Regions from separate parts of the Oryzias latipes genome. Here region 1 is linked to region 2. Evidence: chromatin contacts called from public Hi-C data. All regions are on one chromosome and are shown on one strand. The core of a region is the stretch at or near the end of the contact, and the rest is flanking DNA. Distances in the headings are between cores, read along the strand shown. Region 1 overlaps LOC101172290 (unconventional myosin-X). Region 2 holds the start of LOC101172034 (beta-galactosidase).

Region 1 (4,965 bases), core at 1,345-3,844, 40 kb after region 2:
TTTGAAATAAATCGAACTGCTCAGAAACACTAAAGCCCAGGTTTTTAAAAAATATTTTGTTTAAAAATATGTCTTGAAAGTTTCATTCTATCAGTTGTCTTTGTTTCAATGTTTTTTCTGCTATTTCTCATATTCATATTTGTTTTTAATTAATTAATGAAAATCCACATGAATGTAAATAGAATTGAATCAAGATGTCAAACCATACGAGTATTGTGGTTGTAATAAGAGGTGAACTTACAAGACATATTGGAGACATATGGAAGGAGTGTGCGGTCATCATGATTATCTTCTTGTCTGCAGCCCCATCATGGAAGCATTTGGGAACGCGAAGACGGTTTACAACAACAACTCCAGTCGCTTTGGGAAGTTCATACAGCTCCACTTCTCTCAGAGTGGACACATTCAGGGGGGCTGCATTATTGACTGTATCCTTCACAAAGAAACTCACATAAACACACTTTACAAAAGACTCGTAACCATAGATCACTTTGACTTTTCTTTTTTTCCTTGATTTCAAATGTTCAGACTTGCTGGAAAAGGTAACCCTGGTATTTATTAAAGGCTTAAATGAAGTTATAAGGATTGTCCATTCAGCCGTTTTATTTTTACTTTTTTTTAATCATTCTTTGTTTTCAAGAACCGTGTGGTCCGACAGAATCCTGGAGAAAGAAACTACCACATCTTCTACGCTCTGCTGGCAGGGGCAGACAGAGACCACAGAGGTGTGTTCATTGTCAGATGTGCTCAGCAAGGATCTTAACTTCTTAAGTTTAATAGTTAATGATTGCAGCTGAAGCCAAAAAATATACTTTTTCTTGAAGATGTTAAGATGATTTTTTCCCCTTTTATAGTGTATGTTTATAATGATTTTTTTTGTCTACATTGACCTTTCTTATTCATGCTGTAGACATGTACCTCTTGTCTGAAGATCCTGAGTTGTATTACTACTTGAGCCAGTCAGGATGCCTGCATGACAGCAGTCTTGATGACAAACAGCTCTTCAACAGTGTCATGGTAGGGAGACTTCAACTGTTTAACCACTAGGGGGGGCTAACTGCCCTTATTATAATCAAAAACCATCAGGAACATGGCACTTTGTGGAACACAGGTTTCATGCGAATCTTTTTAAGTGTAGCCATAATTAACAGCTATTTTGTGCTGAGGAAAACCAAAGTTGACCTTGTCCTGATGGGAACCTTTGGTTTTCAGGAAGCCCTGAAAGTGATGGAATTCACTGAGGAGGAGATCAGAGATGTGTTCAAGTTGTTGTCAGCAGTCCTCCAGATGGGCAACATTGAATTCATGACTGCTGGAGGAGCTCAGATCACTTCAAAAGGAGGTAGACTGAAAGCGGAGCCAGAAACGCAGACCCGATCTGCACCATTTAGTGTTCGACCCATTAAAGCCTTAAAAGCCTTTTTTTGATTATTTTGGTACACGTATGCTTTATCTTTCTAATTCCTAAAATCATTCTTGGAACATTTCTTAGTAACAGATGCATCTTTGATGAGATTTCACCATTTTAGCTTCATGTCTGAACTTAAAAATTCTCTGCTTTGTTTTGGTTTAGTTTTTTTATGAAGTGAAATTTAAATATTTGCATGTTTTAATGTCAAACTTGTTTAAAAAGTTGTTTTTGTGACGGGGATTAACCTGGTAATGATTAATTCAAACAAGTGCATTTAATGAACCGCACCTGGTTGTGAGGTGCTTCTATATATTTTTTTAACAAAAAATGGCTGTACCGTTTATCTTTTCTCACAGATATAAATAATGTGTTTTATTTTTAATCCAGGGTAATACAGCATTTTTTTCACGCATGATTACATGGAGATTTAAACAAAAATGTTAAAAGCAGACCGGGAAGCTTAAACAACCCCTTTCAATCAACTGTAGAAATGTCAGACTTCTCACCCATGTTCCATGTAATAGCCCTGAGTTTGATAGGCATTGCACAAGCAGACAGAGTCCTGAACAGGCTGTAACATGAGCTTAAAGCTCCTTTGTTCGCTGTGTCTGACCTCTTTTCCAAAGAACTTGTAAAGTACAGTGCCTGCAGAGCACCTCGGCCCACCCAACAGAGCCGTATATCCTCTGGTTTGTAGAGGATCAGAGTCCGTGGGTCACATCTCTTTTCTGACACCAGCAGATGCTATCTGAGTTCTCGTTAGCATTTTTATAAAAGTACTACAGCATATTTGTGTGTATGTCTTTCAGTGGTCAGTAACGTCAGCGAGCTGCTGGGTCTGGACTCATTCCAGCTGTCGGAGGTTTTGACCCAGCGCTCCATGATCCTTAGAGGAGAAGAGATCTGCTCCCCCCTCACTGTGGAGCAGGTAAAGACACATCCAGCCACGCTTTCTCATATTTTGCAAGTTGCAAGAATCATGTGACTAAAACAGTCCTGTGGGATTTCCTCGATATTCAGATTTTTATTCTCTGGTTTGATTTATAGGAAATCTGCATATTTGCCATTGGCTATCCTTTCTCTCTTCTGCCTTCTTTTGTTGGGGTAGCACACACGCCCTTGTGAAAACACACATACACAGCTTCTTTGCCACCCTCCACCACATGCCTCCCCGGATCCCTTGCGTGACTCCCGGCCATTTCCTGCTTTTTGTCTGCCAGATTCCAGGCACAATAAAGCCATCGTGATAGTGATCTAAGTCAAAGGCACAATGGATGCAATGACTGCGGGTGAAGTAAGACTCTTCTCTAGAAATACGACAGCCAGGAACCAGGACAACAACATAATAAGCCACTGGTGCCTCTCTTAGCTTCAAATGCCCTTACAGTCTTCTGTAATAAATGTGAGTCTTCAGCAAGTCTTCATCTGCATGTCTTGTCCTTTTCTTCTTGTGCTGCAGGATCATTTTGACTCAGGACATTGTCTTTCTTGGTTTAGCTCAGCCCCCTCAGCCCACTCATGCTCATAAAAGTCAGATAGTATGCACCACGGACCTTTACTATTATCACAGTGACACGACAACCACAAGAAAGCTTTTCATCCCCGTACAAAGAACTTGTGCTGTCACCCTGCCACTGCTCACTGTGCCTGGCCTTTGAGACAGCTTGTCTCTTAAGGGAGTCCATTATTCCAGCCTCAGAGTCTGCAAGAAGGACTTCTTCTCACAACGGCCAGGGGTCACTCCCCCTCACCATTGCCTGCAGCAACCCCCCCCCCCCCCCCCCCCGTCCCATCCTGGACAAACAACCAGTCTTCTCACCCCTGTGACGAAGATCCTGGAGCCACCAGTACTCAGTTCACACCCGCTGGTAGCATGAATCATAATGGGTTACTAAGAAGCCCCAGAACATTAAGCAGCCTGTCTTGCAACATATTTATGGTTATTTTTCAATCAAAACACAGCACATGTGAAGGAACTTCAGCTCATGTTTATTTTTATGTTTTTCCTCAGATGATGCTTAAATGAAATTCAACAAAATACTGTATTCAACTTTCAACCACAGATATTTCCTAATGTCTGTAATTAAACCAATGTAGACATTTTGTAGTGGATTTTGATCTTTAAAGGACCAGTTTTAGTTTTGTCTACTGACAAAGACTTTTGCTTTTTCTGCATTGTTTGGTTTTAACCATTGATCGTATATGAGAACTGGACTGACCCTTGCATTCCAAAGAGGATCCACATTGGTTTCCAAGAAGGCAAAATCCCATAGACTTCTGTTGAGAAGTAAACAGCTGTTACTCAATCATTGTATTGTCAGACAAACATGTTCTTGCTAATCCTAATTTTTATTGTGATATTTTTTCTCTCCAAGTTATTTAAGTCATAAACTGGCCAATAAGATGCCTCAATCAAAGTAGGTGGTCTTATGTTGAACGTTTGAAACGTTTGATTGACATATTCTACTGAGCTTGCTTTGAAAAGGTTTAGGGTTGTTGTCTTTCAACAGGCTCACTTCTGATTGGTGAGAGTGGTTGCAATAGAAATATTGACTCAGACCAACACGGACCAATCACTGCTTACTCTCCGGCTCCAACTTGGCAACATCTGGCGGCGTCATGAAAAAATTGTGACTAAATTGACTTCATTTTTTTGAAGCCAGAAGTACACCATTTTCAGTGGGCCATGTCACTCTCACTCAGTCCAGTTCTAACATACAGTCAATGGTTTTAGGTTTTAGAGATTTTTAAGTTCCAACAAAAGCCATGCAGCAAACACAAAGCTTTCCTATAGAGTTTGGGTCAAACCATAAAAAGAAAAAGTTCAATCAGTTTGGGGGACAGAGAGAGTTTACATATGAAACAACTACGTAGTCCACATTCATTAGTGTCTCCTTTAAATCCTGTTCCTTCATATTTTTGTTATTTACATAAACCAAAAAAGTTAAATTTACAATGTTTTTCTTATTTTGTATTATATTTGCAAAGTTCTTAATTTTTAATGTATATGGCTGACCTCCTCCACTTGACTTGGTTCCAAGTCTAGTTCCAAAGTTTTTAACGCTGCAACTAAAAACACCTTTGAGGTTAGATTTAGTGTGGGTTTAATCTTACGTAATTTCCTTTTTGTGATCATATCAATTACTTTTGTCCTGGAGGAAGAAAAATTCCCCCTTATGTGAACTATAGTGTTTAGTGTGTTATGTATTAGCCACAAAAAGATTCCATATTCATATTTTTTAATGAATAAATGTGAACTACTAACCACAAATTAGTAGGGGAATGTGATTAGTCACTAAAGTACCCTGAGGTAAAGCCAACTCAAATGAAACCTTGATAGTTTTCTAGGCTTTGGTGTGTTGGTCCTTTTTTTAAAGTTATTTTCACTTAACAAAAAAGTAATCAACTTAAAATCTAAATTTTCATGTTATAATGTCAAGCTGCTAATTAAAATAGACTTGTATCAGTAAAATCTTCCCAATGTGCTGCAGGCAGCAGTTTAGCTCAGGGCGGTAGAGCAGGTCAGCCAACAACTGAAGGGTTGGCGGCTCAAT
Region 2 (5,385 bases), core at 2,228-4,727:
GGAGCAGGGAGCTTGTGGCCCGCTGATTTTAGTTTGTACATAGCAACTAGAAATGTTTTCAAAGGGCTTTTTTTTCCATCTGGTTCTGATTCACAACGATTTAAAAAAAAAAAGTAAAGCAATTTTAAGCTAAATTTTCTTTATACATGTCAAAAACAACAAAAATACTATTTTCATCGTAGTGGGTCTTTCAGAAATGGAACAGGGATGTCCAGTTTAGCTTAGTCTGTTTAGTTTAGTTTAGCAATTACCAATAATATTTTATGACTGATTTCATGTTCTTATACGATTACCGGTATGAAGCCCATTGAGATGACTATTTTTGTAATATTGGACTATTTAAATAAAATTGAATTGAACAACTGACTAAAATGAATCTATATTTTGAAGACGTATTTGCATCCACGTTAGAACAGCTGACACTAGGCACAGCTTTTGGTACCTAAAAGAAACCAGATGCTTTCAAAACAGTAGTGAGTTTTACTTTCACTAAAATACATTTCAAAATGAGCTAAAACATGCAAATCATGTTTTTCCATATTATCAATTTTTAAATGCATGTAAAAAGGCTTTCCTGTTAAAGTAGACTTTGGATTACTCCTAATTATTTAATTTTCATGCTCATGTAACTGAATTCAAGATAATTTTGCCACCAATTTGGCTACATTCATAAACAGCAGGTCATTTTAAAGCAGGTAATTCTCTTTTTTTTCCCTCTGAAATATTTACCAAATCTGCACAAAGAGAAAATTCTTTTATGGAGACATACATGTTGACGTTGGCCCCCATGGTTAGCATTTCTCCAAGAACCCTGCTGACCTTCCGAGCATCAACCATGGCATGCTGATCTCCCCAGTGATCCAACCAGCCCGTGTAAAACTCTGAGTTAATCTGCAGAAAAGATGAAAATGTGTTCCAATAATGTACATAAAAGGGAAAAACCTTGGGTTTCAAGTCAAAAAGGTTCCAGAAAAACAAACCAAAGGTCCGTGAGGCTCAAACTGTCGCTGCCGTTTGAAGGCTTCTGCCACACTCGTGTCTAAGAAGAAACAAATAAACAGTATTATAGTAGTAAATAAACCATTTGTTTTTTGCTCAGCAGTGTCTCACAACACAAACCTGTGCCAAAATCGATGGTGGCATATAGTCCCTCCAGAGTCCCACAAATCATTTCCTTGTCTGTGTTTCCATCAGTGGTGAACAGCACTACATCCTCACCCAGGAAGGAGCGGAACAAAGTCCGCAGGTGACGCATGTAGTTGTAGTCACAAGCATAGTAACTTCCATATTCGTTCTCAACCTGCAGTCCAGATGGTTTGTTAAAACAAAATATAGTAATGTTTAGTAGTGTCTGATTGATATTAGACGGTGACTCGGCTCTCCACCTGGACTGTAATGATGTTACCCCCATTGATATAAAGCCAAGGTCTCATTTTTGGAAGGAGTACAGCAAGCCAGGTGCTCACTGCCTGCATGTAATCTAGTTCAGAGGAAAACAAATGAATAGTAGGGATAAAAAAATCAATTGATTTCCACACAGATTCATTTGTACCTGTGTCTGCTGTTCGAAGTCTGATGCTTGGTTTCTGAAGTAACCATGCCGGTAATCCACCCTACAGCAAGAAATATCACCAAAATAATTCAAACTAAGAATATGTGCTACAGGTGAAGACTTTTACACAAATTGCCATGCATCTTGAGCAAATCTTTGCATTGAATACAGTGTTAATATACTTCAGAGGTAGATTGATAAAAGGGCCAGATGTGGAAAACTGATCAAAATTATGAAGACTTTGACAGGGAATCACATCCTAAAGCAGCACCCATTCACAATCACAGATGCAAACTTCAGATTTCTGCAGACCAAAGTTGTCAGGAGCAACACAAACTAGTGTGAAACTTCAGACAAAGACGCGCTTTCTTTTTCTTGGTACACAATCCTTTTTGAGGAACACTGAGTAACAGAAATACAGTTTTATTGATTCTACAGTTTTGATTAGAATAATCCGTTTGAGACTAAATGAGCTTTGAAAACAGCTGACAAGTTCACTTCCAGTTTTTTGAGTATTTTTGTTAAAGTTGTATTGCTTGGAGGATGAAAAACATTATTTAAAGTGACATGCTGACAGCTCTAAAACTCCAAGCTTTCAAAGTTTGGTAATTTGCAGCGGTATTTTAGTAAAAAAAATTAAAATAGATCAAGAAAACTGGTTTCAAACATACACAAAATACTGCAAAATCTAAGCAAAAGTACAAAACATAAAAAAACTGAAGTAAACTGCTTGTAAACTGCTTATAGAGGCTTTTAACGTAATAAAGCCACTTGAACAAGATCCTGCTGATGTACATTTTCTGTTGCACGCTGTTTGGTTAGTGAATGTAACTTAATTTGGTTAAGAGACTCAGAAGGTTTACTGCTAACTCTAAAAGAACACAAAGGCACAGGAACAGATCGAGGACAAAAAAAATGTAGGAGCATCTCAAATTCACCAATGAATGCACTTAGTCTGAAAATGTATTTCTGTCAGTGAGATTTTGAAAAACTCATTTTTAACTTTAAATATATTTTTAATAAAAAGTTTCCCATGAAAAGCCAAGTTGCAATCAATGTTGCGTTAAGTGATCAACCATAAAGCATTTAGAAACGTGTTGATGGTCAACTTATTTTACTAAAGATCACCACATGAAACAGCACACAGTAAAAAAAAAAAAAATTATGCAATTTACAAATGAAGTCAGGTTTTTTACCATCTCCCACTCAGCACAGATGTACGGCCCAGGCCGCATTATAACCAAAAGGCCTGTCTGGTTTGCCAAATGTAAAAAATACTCCAGATCCTGGTCTCCTGTAAAGTTCTGGACCCCCTGAACCGCTTCATGGAAGTTCCAGGGGACATATCTGTGTGTGTGTAAAGCCAGAGCCGATGTGATTAGAAACCCCCATAAACAAGGATTTAGTCTACATTAGTGTCCAGCTTACACTTGAACAGCATTGAGCCCAGACATGTACATCTTCATAAGGCGGTCTTTCCAGTAGTACTGTGGAATTCTGGAGTAGTGGATACTACCTGATATGTACTGAAAGGGCTTCCCGTCTTTCAGGAAACAGTTATTCTTATAGTCAATGGAAAAAGTGTTTTTTGCAGAGACCTGCAAAAAAAGAGGGGAAATTAAAGTGAAACTTTCAGAGCAAATTCTTATAACTATATTGTGAAACATGTATTTTTAAGTAAAACTATTATCTTAAACAAAGTAAAAAAAACAAAACATGATGATCATCATAAAAATACTTTCTTACCATATTTCCACAAGCGAGGTTCACTGCAATGAGAAGTAAAAGAGCAGCAGTCATATCTGCTACCCCGATTACTGACAGAAAAGTAACGTCATTCAATTTATCAGTCTGTCAACGTGAGTCTTTATGTTTTTACTCCTGCTTGATAATTTACGGAGAAAGCAAAACTACTGAAGCGCACGTCATGTGACTAGAATCAGTCAGCTTGGTCCTAAAGCCCGTTCCATCAACTCCCGTTTTTTGGAGCAGTCTCCCCAAGCCAGGAGTCGGCTGCACTGCACCCAAGGGCTCTGGAGCCTCAAGTGGCTCTACGGCTTTGAAGAAAAATTAAACCAATTTGGATAAATTGTGGGCTTGTAGTTTTGGTTAATGTGTTTTAGTTTATTAAAACACATTTTAATAATGTTTTATTGAAAACATCCGATAACAAAATGATGGTTGTTGTGGAAATTCTGTTTTACTTTTTATTTGGACGGCTTGTTTCCCCACCTTTAAGGTGACCCTTTGTGTATGAAAATGATTTCTAACGTACTCAATAGACATCTACATGTTTTGTAACTTAATTTGGCTAAAAAAAACTCGAAAGATTTATACATCTACAAGTGCACCTATCTACATCTGTACACATAAATATACTGTGATAAACAGGAAAGGTTTTAACAATTTTTCACTCCTTTTTATATGTTTTTTTTTTCTTAATCGTGTCCAATTTTTCCTTTTAAAGTACATGTCCTAAATAAAATATCATCAGGATATCATCATCAATTTTTGTGGTGGTTTTAGTATTTGAATAAGGTGTAATATGATATAATAATAATAAGGCTAATTTCTGCTGTACAACAGTGTCCAGTTGCTGTTCAGAGGCAAAATTCTTTAGCATTTAATTCCATTTACTTAGAAAAAAAAATTGGATTATACATCAATATTGTCATGTTTTTATTTTGAAAGAAACATGTATGTTATTATCGAAAGGAAAAGAAATTCAAATAGTTGTACATGGAAAAATATTAAATCAGTTTAAAAAAAAATCTGCAAATATTTAAAAGCTACATTTTATAAATAATTGGATCAATGGCCACAAACGGATAAATATGTTGGTTTTTTTTTACTGTTGACGGGGGGCATTACAGTTCTCACTGGGTTTGGTCAGTTTGAAACTGGACCAGATTGCTCTTTTATTTTAAAAGGTTGCTGACCCCTGGACCAGACTCTCATGCTCTAACTGAGTTCTGATCTTTTTTTTCCAGTTTCAATGAAAATACTGCATGGATATACGTTCAGGGCCATTCCACATTTAGAAAACATGAAATAAATATATTTTCAGCATACGCTAAAAAATTAGGCTTTTTACTCCATCATAATTAATGTATTGCTGACTGGTAAGCTTTTCATCTTGGCACGCTGTCTGTCATTTGTAGAGATGTACAGATGGGAGAGGAGGCAGCCACCACATCCCACTGTAATGCTGTGTATAAGGTTAGAATGTGAGGTGGGAACAATTCCCATTGAGCTTAGCATAGGAAGATAACAAAGCTACCAGTTCAGGAACAAGGTGCTTTATTCTGCTTTTGCACTGTGCCTCTGCTAGTCTGTCTAAGCATCTTTTCATGAACACTAGATGGCGCCTTCACGTCCTCTTAACTCTGACTAAAGTCTTTTTGGGGGCTTCAAAATAACAGTTGGAAAAAAGTTAGCAATTTTAACATCAAATTCCTATTATACAGTTTTTTAATATTTCTTCAACTTTTAAACTTTTCTGTTTTGGACCAAAATAACTAATTTATCCTATTAAACTGGGGTTATGACAGTCCAATTCTGCAGTTTTGAAGTTCATTTCTAACTAAAGTCAAAGTTTTAGCAATTGTTCAAGTCTTTTAATTTACAGGTTCATATTTATGCTTCCAGAATTGCTGTCGATGTTTGCACTGAACAAGAAATCATGCGTAGGGTTAATTGGCAGATGCTGAAAACAGTAACCATTGTTTGACACAGAAACGCAAGGCAACAAACACTAGAAATCTGCTAAAAATAATTTAAACTTCACTACATTACTTTATTCATGGAATTAAATGCTGGAACTCTTTGGTTTT

What was found. Hi-C and Micro-C count contacts between places; a contact is called where the count stands out from the background.
Region 1: a Hi-C map of embryo shows a contact between it and region 2, with 1.6 times the contacts expected there. The contact joins the enhancer-like site here to the promoter of LOC101172034 in region 2. A contact is called at or near these places in 2 of 5 Hi-C or Micro-C datasets (embryo and fibroblasts).

What each region holds. Positions count from the first base shown.
Region 1 is chr21:20,207,872-20,212,836 of ASM223467v1, forward strand. It overlaps LOC101172290 (unconventional myosin-X), which reads left to right. Exons shown (of 41, transcript XM_023950642.1): 6 at 304-428; 7 at 529-542; 8 at 641-725; 9 at 911-1,017; 10 at 1,213-1,342; 11 at 2,221-2,339. Among protein-coding and RNA genes, the nearest start is that of LOC101172290, 29 kb to the left of the region's middle. Within about 2 kb of position 2,595, at least 2 of the 8 cell types and tissues checked have an H3K27ac peak or open chromatin away from gene starts, as enhancers often do. A contact at or near this core is called in embryo, where this site is marked.
Region 2 is chr21:20,167,228-20,172,612 of ASM223467v1, forward strand. LOC101172034 (beta-galactosidase) reads right to left here and starts at 3,478. Exons shown (of 16, transcript XM_004081882.4): 1 at 3,299-3,478; 2 at 2,981-3,150; 3 at 2,749-2,899; 4 at 1,553-1,613; 5 at 1,386-1,480; 6 at 1,120-1,300; 7 at 981-1,039; 8 at 770-891. The coding sequence starts at 3,352.